Linked DNA regions of Gossypium hirsutum: regions 1 and 3 are each linked to region 2. A link is a contact called in public Hi-C data. All regions are on one chromosome and are shown on one strand. Each heading gives the region's core, a stretch centred on a gene start, on an enhancer-like site or on the middle of the called end of the contact. The rest is flanking DNA. Distances are from core to core; before and after follow the strand shown.

Region 1 (2,718 bases), core at 111-2,610, 130 kb before region 2:
ATTAAGTACAAAATACTATTTTTTAATAAAATTTGATTTTAAAAATTAATTGATATTATGAAATTATGCTCTAACCTAAATTAAGCATATAGTTTTTCTTTTTAAAAAATAAAGACTTTATCAATGGGATCAATCTCTTGTTCAAGCTATATACCAAACCAACTAGTCATTTTATATTTTAAATATATTTTACAATTAAAAATAATATATTTTATATATTTTTAAAAATATACAATTTTTTAGAGTTTTAAAAAAAATACTACAAAATTATAAATAATTGCGAGGCCAAGCAAGAATTTACTAATTGTCTATTACTAAAATATCTATTTATTTTTTGGGTAAATTACACTATTAGCCATTCAATTAGAGAGAAATTCTCTTTTTGACCACTTAACTTAAAAGTTACAATTTGATTATTAATATATTGGAATGATGATATTGGTATAATGATAATTTTAATTTTCGATTTTTTTACTTTCTATCAATTTAACATTAATTTTATATAAAAATAAAAAAAACTCAATTTTTTTCAAAAAATAAAAATTATAAAAATTTTAGGTTATTGCTAGGTTATTATAACAACAATCCTTCAGTGCTGCTATCAAATCATGAAAACAACTAAAAAATAGATCAATTTTAACATAATATTAGTGAAGTATAAAACTTAAATATTATTAAAAGCTAACATTCATACAAGAAAACTCAAGATTCTATTACAATAAAACTTAAAGATTATTCAATAAAAATGATCATTTAATAGAATCCAATAGTAAATTAAAAACAAGATAGATTTAAATTAGTAATATCTTTAAGTCGAGTTTCATACTATTGAAGAACTTCTTTCAAAACTCAAATTAATAGAGGTTTGTGAAATTGACTTTGATACATTTTTTAGTTACAAAATACAAAATATACCACAAAAAATCCTTTTTTTTTTCAATTTCAATTCATTTAAATTATTTTTCAAAACCCAAATTGTAAAAATAAATTATATTCCGAATCTTTTTCTTTTTCTCTTATTATGAAAATAAATTTTCTTTCATTTTCTCTCATTTATCTATTTTTTGAATTTTCTGTTTATTTTTAGATATTTTTAGAATTTTCTAAATTAAAAAAAATCATTTTTTTATCATTTTATATAGAAATAGGGTCAATTGATAGAAAGTATAAATATTGAGGACTAAAATTATTATATCAACTAAAAAGTGCCACCACTAGCTACTTAATTATTGGGTGAAAAGAAAAATTTGGAAAACTAAAGTGTACCAAATTTTAGTTAAGTGAATAAAATAAAAATTTAATTATAATTAAGTGACTAATCGATAGTTTACCCTTTTATTTTTTCACACAAAATAAATAAGGAAATGGCACTTGCATTCAGCTATTATGGTCTATAATCGAGAAACTTCACTGGACCTTAAAAACATCTCCTATCCTCTTCTGTTTTCAATATGGATAGATAGATAGATAGATAGCCCAAGACATCGTAAAAGAAAAAAGCTCTCACAGGAAACAGCGCCAATGGCTACTTGTACCACCACACCTTCATCATCGTTGATGATAACATACGCTGCCGCATCCACTGTACACTCCCAAGCCCTCACTCCTTCCGTTCTATCCTTCAAGTCCAACAAGCCTACCTTTTCTATTAACCCACTTGCTCTCAAGACTTCTATAGACGGAAAATCCGGCATCAAATGGGCTAATCTATACCCCCAGAGAGATTCCAAGCACCATGTCATGGCTGCCGTGGCTGCGGAGGCTGAGGTGGCTGAGGCTACGGACGAAAATGATGGAGTGGCAGCTGAGGGTGGCACCGCTACCGCTATTGCTACTGCTCCACCCAAGCCCAAGAAAGGAAAGGCTGCGTTGCCTCTTAAGAGAGACAGAGTATGTGGATGTTAGAATTTCGCATTTTTATCTTTCTTTTCTTTCTTAATGATGTTACAGTTTTTGGTGTATGTTAGATAATTTTCATCGTGGGTTTTGCTTATAGCTTAGATAAAACAGAACTTGTAGTGTTAGTCTAAAAGTTTTGTTTTTTCAGGGTCAGATTTCACTATTATAGATCATTTTCTTTATGGGTTTTGCTAGCTTAGTGAAAACAGTATTCATAGTGTTGTCTGAAAGCTTTGGTTTTTGAGGATCATATTTGAGTTTCTTTGAAATTTGGTTTAAGATTTTTATTTTAGAATTTTGATTTTAAGAAACAATTTTCTATCTGAAATGGTTACTTATGTTTCATTTGTACATTATTTTGTTAATATGTAGGGCTAATTACATATGATTGTGATGTTTACTTGGTTCAGTTATTTAATTCCAACTTCTTGTTCCTGTTCAAACTGCAGACGAGATCAAAGAGATTCTTGGAGATTCAAAAATTAAGGGAAACCAAAAAGGAGTATGATCTAAAGACAGCAATATCTTTGTTAAAGGAAATGTCGAGTACAAAGTTTGTAGAGACAGCTGAAGCCCATTTCCGCCTTAACATCGATCCCAAGTATAATGATCAACAGCTGAGAGCAACTGTAAGTTTTCCAGGCTTTTCACATGATAATATCATAATAGGATCTCCCCCACCGTTGATGTTACGCCTAATATCTTACTTTTCTTTTGTCTTACAGGTGAATTTGCCTAAGGGAACTGGTCAAAAGGTTAAGGTTGCCGTTCTTACTCAAGGTAGTTATGGTGCTTTGACATATGCTGATCTTTTTGTTG
Region 2 (2,700 bases), core at 146-2,645:
TGGTTGAATTAGATGATTTCATGCTTGAATTGATTTAGATTAGCATGGTTTAATAGCATTATACTTGTGAAAGGTTTAATGAAATCATTTTGATGTTGGTTTGAAAGCAAATGAATAGGCACTAAAGTGTTAAGTTGCCAAAACAGGGGTCATGTTGTGACCTCAAGACTTTGACGTCACAACTGAAAATGAGTGACGTTGCAAAGCTCTGAAAGCTTCACAATTTAGTCCTTATTCATACTCAGGTTAGTAAAAGAGTTTTCGTAAACTCATGTGGGACCCGAGAGTAATTATGTAGCATAATAAGAGTGTGAATTATACTAAATTGTGTGTATGAATGATTGTATGATGTTTATGTGATGTTAGTTTCATCAGTATTGATCGTGATATTTCATAACTCAGACCCGATGATCGAGTCGGGTATAAGGTGCTACAAAAGTCCCGATCTTAATTTTTTAGGAATTAATTAATAAACCTTGAAAAAAAAGGTGATGATTCCTAGATAAGAAGATTCACTTGGAAGGCTTAAAAGATTAATCATATATATTCTAAAAAATTCTAGAAAATTCCAAGTGTTGAAAGATTTTGGCATAAAAGAACTAATAACACACCAATAAGGGAGAAATACCACCGGCCCAAAATATGAAGTCCAATGTGACGGTTGGACTCAATGCTTGTGCCTGAATTTCTGTTTTCTTAAGCTTCAATCATGCCACGTGTGAAGTTGGGACGAGTTCATGGGTACAACCGAGTTAACACAGCCTGCAGAAAATTATTAGGCTTAATCCACAAATTATACCAAAATCATATTTTTTTTTCATCTTGGTACTTAGTTTTTTTTTTTTTGTCACAGGTAATACTTAATTTTTTTTTAACACCAAAATATTATATCTGTATCCATTAAAAAAGATTACAGTCAATAATAAATGGTCATATCATATAAATTTAAAAAATATTTTTTATTTTTTAGTTACATTATTTCTCTCTTTTCTTTTTTTCTTCTTTCTTATAATGTCTATCAATATTAGTAATGCTCAAAATTTGCACTTCCAAGATTGAGACGTTAGCAATTAATTTTGATTTTAAATTTCATTGTCTACTTACTTTGCTTGATGAGATAAAAAAAAATTATTACATCAATTTTCAAAATTAAACCAATTAAATTAAGAAATGGGAACCAATCGAAATATTGATCTAGAGATAGAGAATGAATTGATTAACTCGCTAACGAATACACACTGATTGCAAGCTAAAAAATCCAACTGAAGCATTTTCTATATTTTTAAATATTTATATTAAGATGAGAAAAGAAGGTATAATTTATAGCTATGTTTACTAGCACCCATCTTGAGGTGCCATTTGGTGATTAAGCCCACTTCATATTATGGCATTCATATTTATATTAGGCCCGCCTGCAGCACCTAAAAAAAATAGGTTAACTACAATATTATTCATCCCACTATTAATATATTTCTGCTTCGGTCACAAAATTATAAAAAAGTTAATTTCCATCATTAATGTTTTAAATTGTTTTTTTTATCACAATATTTTTTTAACTAGTATAATAATACGCTTTAGTTCTCAATACTCACACTTTTTTTTAAAAAAAATTAATTTAATTCTAAACAATTTAACTTTCTACAAAAACACATATAATTAAATATAAATATAATAAATGATTATTATATATAAAAACACAATTTATCCCGAATTCCATTATAATTCTCTCATTTTGGGTTGTTGAAGGCTAGAAGCTTTTCAAGTTGGTGAATTTTTCCGGCGAGGTCTTATAACTGAAAAGGGTCATTTTCAATTTGTTTACCACAACAACAGCCCTCCATTAAACCCAATTTTCAGAAGCTCATAACCAGTACGATCAAGAACCCCCATTTCCATGTCTCTTTGAAATTCATAATCTAACATCGGGTGTGTGTTTTCTTGGATCCAACACCAAGACTGTAATGGCGTCGTCCAGTGGTTAAGACTTCCGTCTCTTCTTGTGCCGTCATTACCAAAATCACGTCCTGTCGTCCAACAACTTCCTTGACCCTCTCTCTCTCTTATTATCTTCATTTTGTTTCTCAAGTGTTTGATGTATCAAGCTTCTTGATTTTACTACCCAGGTTTCAATTCTTTGTTCTTAAGTTAATTCTAAAGGTTAACCACAACTCTATAATTAATGAAATATTAATATAATACACTGATTGGGGAAGCAAAAGTGTTGAATTTGTAATTTGAGCACAGCAGGTAATCCTCAAAGAGTAGTACATTCGAGAGGTTGCCTGCCTCCCACCATAAGTAGCAATGTGAGGAACTAGTCCCTTTTGAGTCATTTCATTAGAGTTTTAGGACTTGATAATTTTTTTGTAATACCCATTGATGATGATGTTGTAACTAAAGACATTAGGTTTACAACCATCAAATCAAAAACCTTTCTCGCCTCATCCAAACCACTCAATATAAGAACATCAATAAGCCATTGGCTCATAAATATCACATATTACAAAAACTAAGAGCAAACTTCAAGATGCTTAAAACATAGTAGTATAAATTGATAGACAAGTTCAGTGTTGGAAATGTTTGAAAATGAAGCTATCTACATATAGAGAATAGTCTTTTTTATTATTAGGCCTTGATGAAGTCAATTAGTTCTCCATCTTTTTGAACTATGAACAAACATGTTGAGCTTACAAATCAGTA
Region 3 (2,700 bases), core at 71-2,570, 140 kb after region 2:
TAATTTTGTCTTTTAAAGATGTGATTATTCAGAAAAGACATTTATTGAAAGTTATGTCTTTATAAAGAGACATGATAATTCCTATAAATAGGAGTGAAATTTCATTTGGAAGATATACCAAAAAATTCTAAAAGTTCTTTCTATCCTTCCTCCATATTCTACTATTATTAAAATGCTCTATAAAAAATTACTGTAGAATTTTTTTTATAGAAATTGATTTTCTTGTTATACTTTGCTCAGTGCTTAGTGGACTATTTTCATCTGTGCAAAACGCAAATAGTCACCAGGTTTCATTGTATTCTCGAGGTTTATTTGCTTGAAACTCATTTACACATCAAGCATAGGTGGGGGCGAATAGAACCTTAAAGATAATGGCTTGATACATGTGTTGGAGCCTTATCCTATTACTTCATTTTTCTATTTGGGTTGTTGTTCATGTTTCGTTTGTGTGTTTAATATTTTCCTTATCGAAGTTTCGCATTAACACAAATTAGGTTCTTTGTCACCATTTTTGTTAGTTTTTGCTGGAACTATAGTGACGGTTGATCATAGATGAAACCAACATGAACTCGGGGAGATGATTTTAGAGGTCTGTGCAAAGATTTGCATTTTGGTCCAGCTAGTCTTTTGCGTTGGAGTGGAGAAGGAAAACCTTCGACGAGAATTGATGCTAACAGACCCGGAAGTTAAGGTAAGGGAATGAGGAGTCATTGCCACATCAATCGCTTAAATTGATGAACTAAAAAAAAATTAACGGCCACGTTAGCAGTCGTTAGTGTTTTAACGGTTCTAGACTAAAACAAACAAAAATGATAACTCGAATGACGATTTTATAAATTCTTAAAGTCGAGTGACCATTTACGTAATTTACCCTAACTTTATTTAAACATTAATTGCAATTTGTAGATTATAAATAAATATTAATAACTCTTGAATTTAAGATATTATATTTATTTATAATTAATATATTTAAATAAAATTATTAATATTAATTTATAATAAGTGTTTCACCATTTTTTATTTTATTTAATGATAAAACATCATACTATTATTCATGAAATTATCAAATATTCTCCCTTGGTAATTTAACTAAAAAATATTTAAATTTACTAAAAATCAGATTCGGCACAGAATTATTTAATATTGAAAAAACGCTAAGCCAACTTAAAGTAAATAATCCATGGATTCAGAAGCTGACATGGTGGATTATGATTGGTCTACTGAGATCGTAAAGTTTTTCACGAGATACCAAATTAGCCGGTTTACTTTGATCTAACTCGAGGGTATGGTAACCCCCATCATCTCCCTCGGGTTAAATTCAAACCAAACCAAACCAGATTTCACAAATCAAGAAAGCAGAGCTACACCCTAACGTCGCCGAAAAATAAAAATAAAGACCCATTTTTTTTTAATTTTTCTTAAAGTTGTTTTTTTTTTAAATTTTAATTATTATTTTTTTAATTTTAATAATTTTGGGAGCGAGATCGCTAAATCTCTCAAAAACTCAAAAAAAAATTCAAAATCCCAAAATCCCTCACTATGGCCTTTCACGTAGCTTGCCCAATTACATGGTACAATATTTTTTTTTCATACACTAAAAGGAAAAAAAAAAAAAAGGGGGCCTTCTATCTTTTCTCACTTTGCTCTCGAGAGCTTGTTGTATTAATGTTTATGGTTTCTCTTTGTTTTGTAGTCGGCGAATTTGCTTCTGTTCGCTAGGGTTTCCTCGGAATCTCCAGTCTACAAACTCCAAGGATGGTTTCTTGCAGGAAGTGGTTCAAGTCCAGGGCTTCTTGAAAGACCCCTGGGGCGTTAGGGTTTCTCGAGAGGGGACCGTGCAGGTCCCCGTACCTAAAGTCGCCCCGGTTCCTGCCGGGGATGGAGGCGGTGGCGGCGGCGCTGATTCCTTGGAGGAGTCGGCTCAGGCGAAGCGATTCTCGCTTCAGAGGAAGGCTGCTGCCGCAATGGTGGCGGCTGAGGATTATGCTAGGAGGGTTGAGTCGGGTGATATTTCGGTAATTTTCTTGCTTTTGTGTCTTAATTTTCATTTTGGGTTTCGGTGGAATGTAGTGAATTGTGAATTTTGTTGTCATTTAGGGGTTATGATGTTTAACTTCAGCTACATGAGTGTTTATGTTGGTAAATTTTGGTCATATATCGATTGCAAATTTTTATGCTCTATTTAAGTTTTATTTTGAAGTCTGTTTGGGTTGGATTCTGTTTTGGGTGGTTCGTTTTGTACTTAATTCAAATTTAAACAGTCCATATGTTTGTCTTGTATTGATGTCTGTATGTTATAATCTGAGTGATCCATGGTTTTGACTTCTGTAAACCTTGCATCGTGTAGTGAGCTCAGGAATACTGTTCTTGATTTTGAGGTAAATTAGAAAGAAGGATTCAATATTGAGTTGGTTTTGATTGGAAATAAAACTTTGTAAAATGATAACGGGAAAGGAAAAAGTAAGGGTCCTATGCTGGAATTGGTTACTATTCTATGTAGTATTCCCCCTTTTTTTTTTTTTTTGTATTTGGGCTTTCCAAGAAGTGATGAGGTCCTATTTACTTTACAGGTTGCATTAAAAAGTTCTGCTCTGGACGAGCAAGGTCAATCTAACACGAATGTAATGTGCCGCATGTGCTTTTTGGGTGAAAATGAAGGAAGTGAGAGGGCAAGAAGGATGCTCTCTTGTCGAAGTTGTG

The links. A called contact is a pair of places that touch in the nucleus more often than the background predicts.
Region 1: a contact with region 2 is called in a Hi-C map of leaf, with 2.2 times the contacts expected there. The contact joins the promoter of LOC107933969 here to the enhancer-like site in region 2. A contact is called at or near these places in 6 of 34 Hi-C or Micro-C datasets (leaf, petal and seedling).
Region 3: a Hi-C map of leaf shows a contact between it and region 2, with 2.7 times the contacts expected there. The contact joins the promoter of LOC107938345 here to the enhancer-like site in region 2. A contact is called at or near these places in 4 of 34 Hi-C or Micro-C datasets (callus and leaf).

The regions. Positions count from the first base shown.
Region 1 is chrA08:107,720,645-107,723,362 of Gossypium_hirsutum_v2.1, forward strand. LOC107933969 (50S ribosomal protein L1, chloroplastic) reads left to right here and starts at 1,361. Exons shown (of 7, transcript XM_016866290.2): 1 at 1,361-1,890; 2 at 2,349-2,528; 3 at 2,625-2,679. The coding sequence starts at 1,522.
Region 2 is chrA08:107,853,041-107,855,740 of Gossypium_hirsutum_v2.1, forward strand. No RefSeq gene overlaps it. Among protein-coding and RNA genes, the nearest start is that of LOC107929054, 21 kb to the right of the region's middle. Within about 2 kb of position 1,396, at least 6 of the 9 cell types and tissues checked have an H3K27ac peak or open chromatin away from gene starts, as enhancers often do. A contact at or near this core is called in leaf, where this site is marked.
Region 3 is chrA08:107,990,488-107,993,187 of Gossypium_hirsutum_v2.1, forward strand. LOC107938345 reads left to right here and starts at 1,321. Exons shown (of 13, transcript XM_016871466.2): 1 at 1,321-1,571; 2 at 1,694-2,015; 3 at 2,571-2,700. The coding sequence starts at 1,540.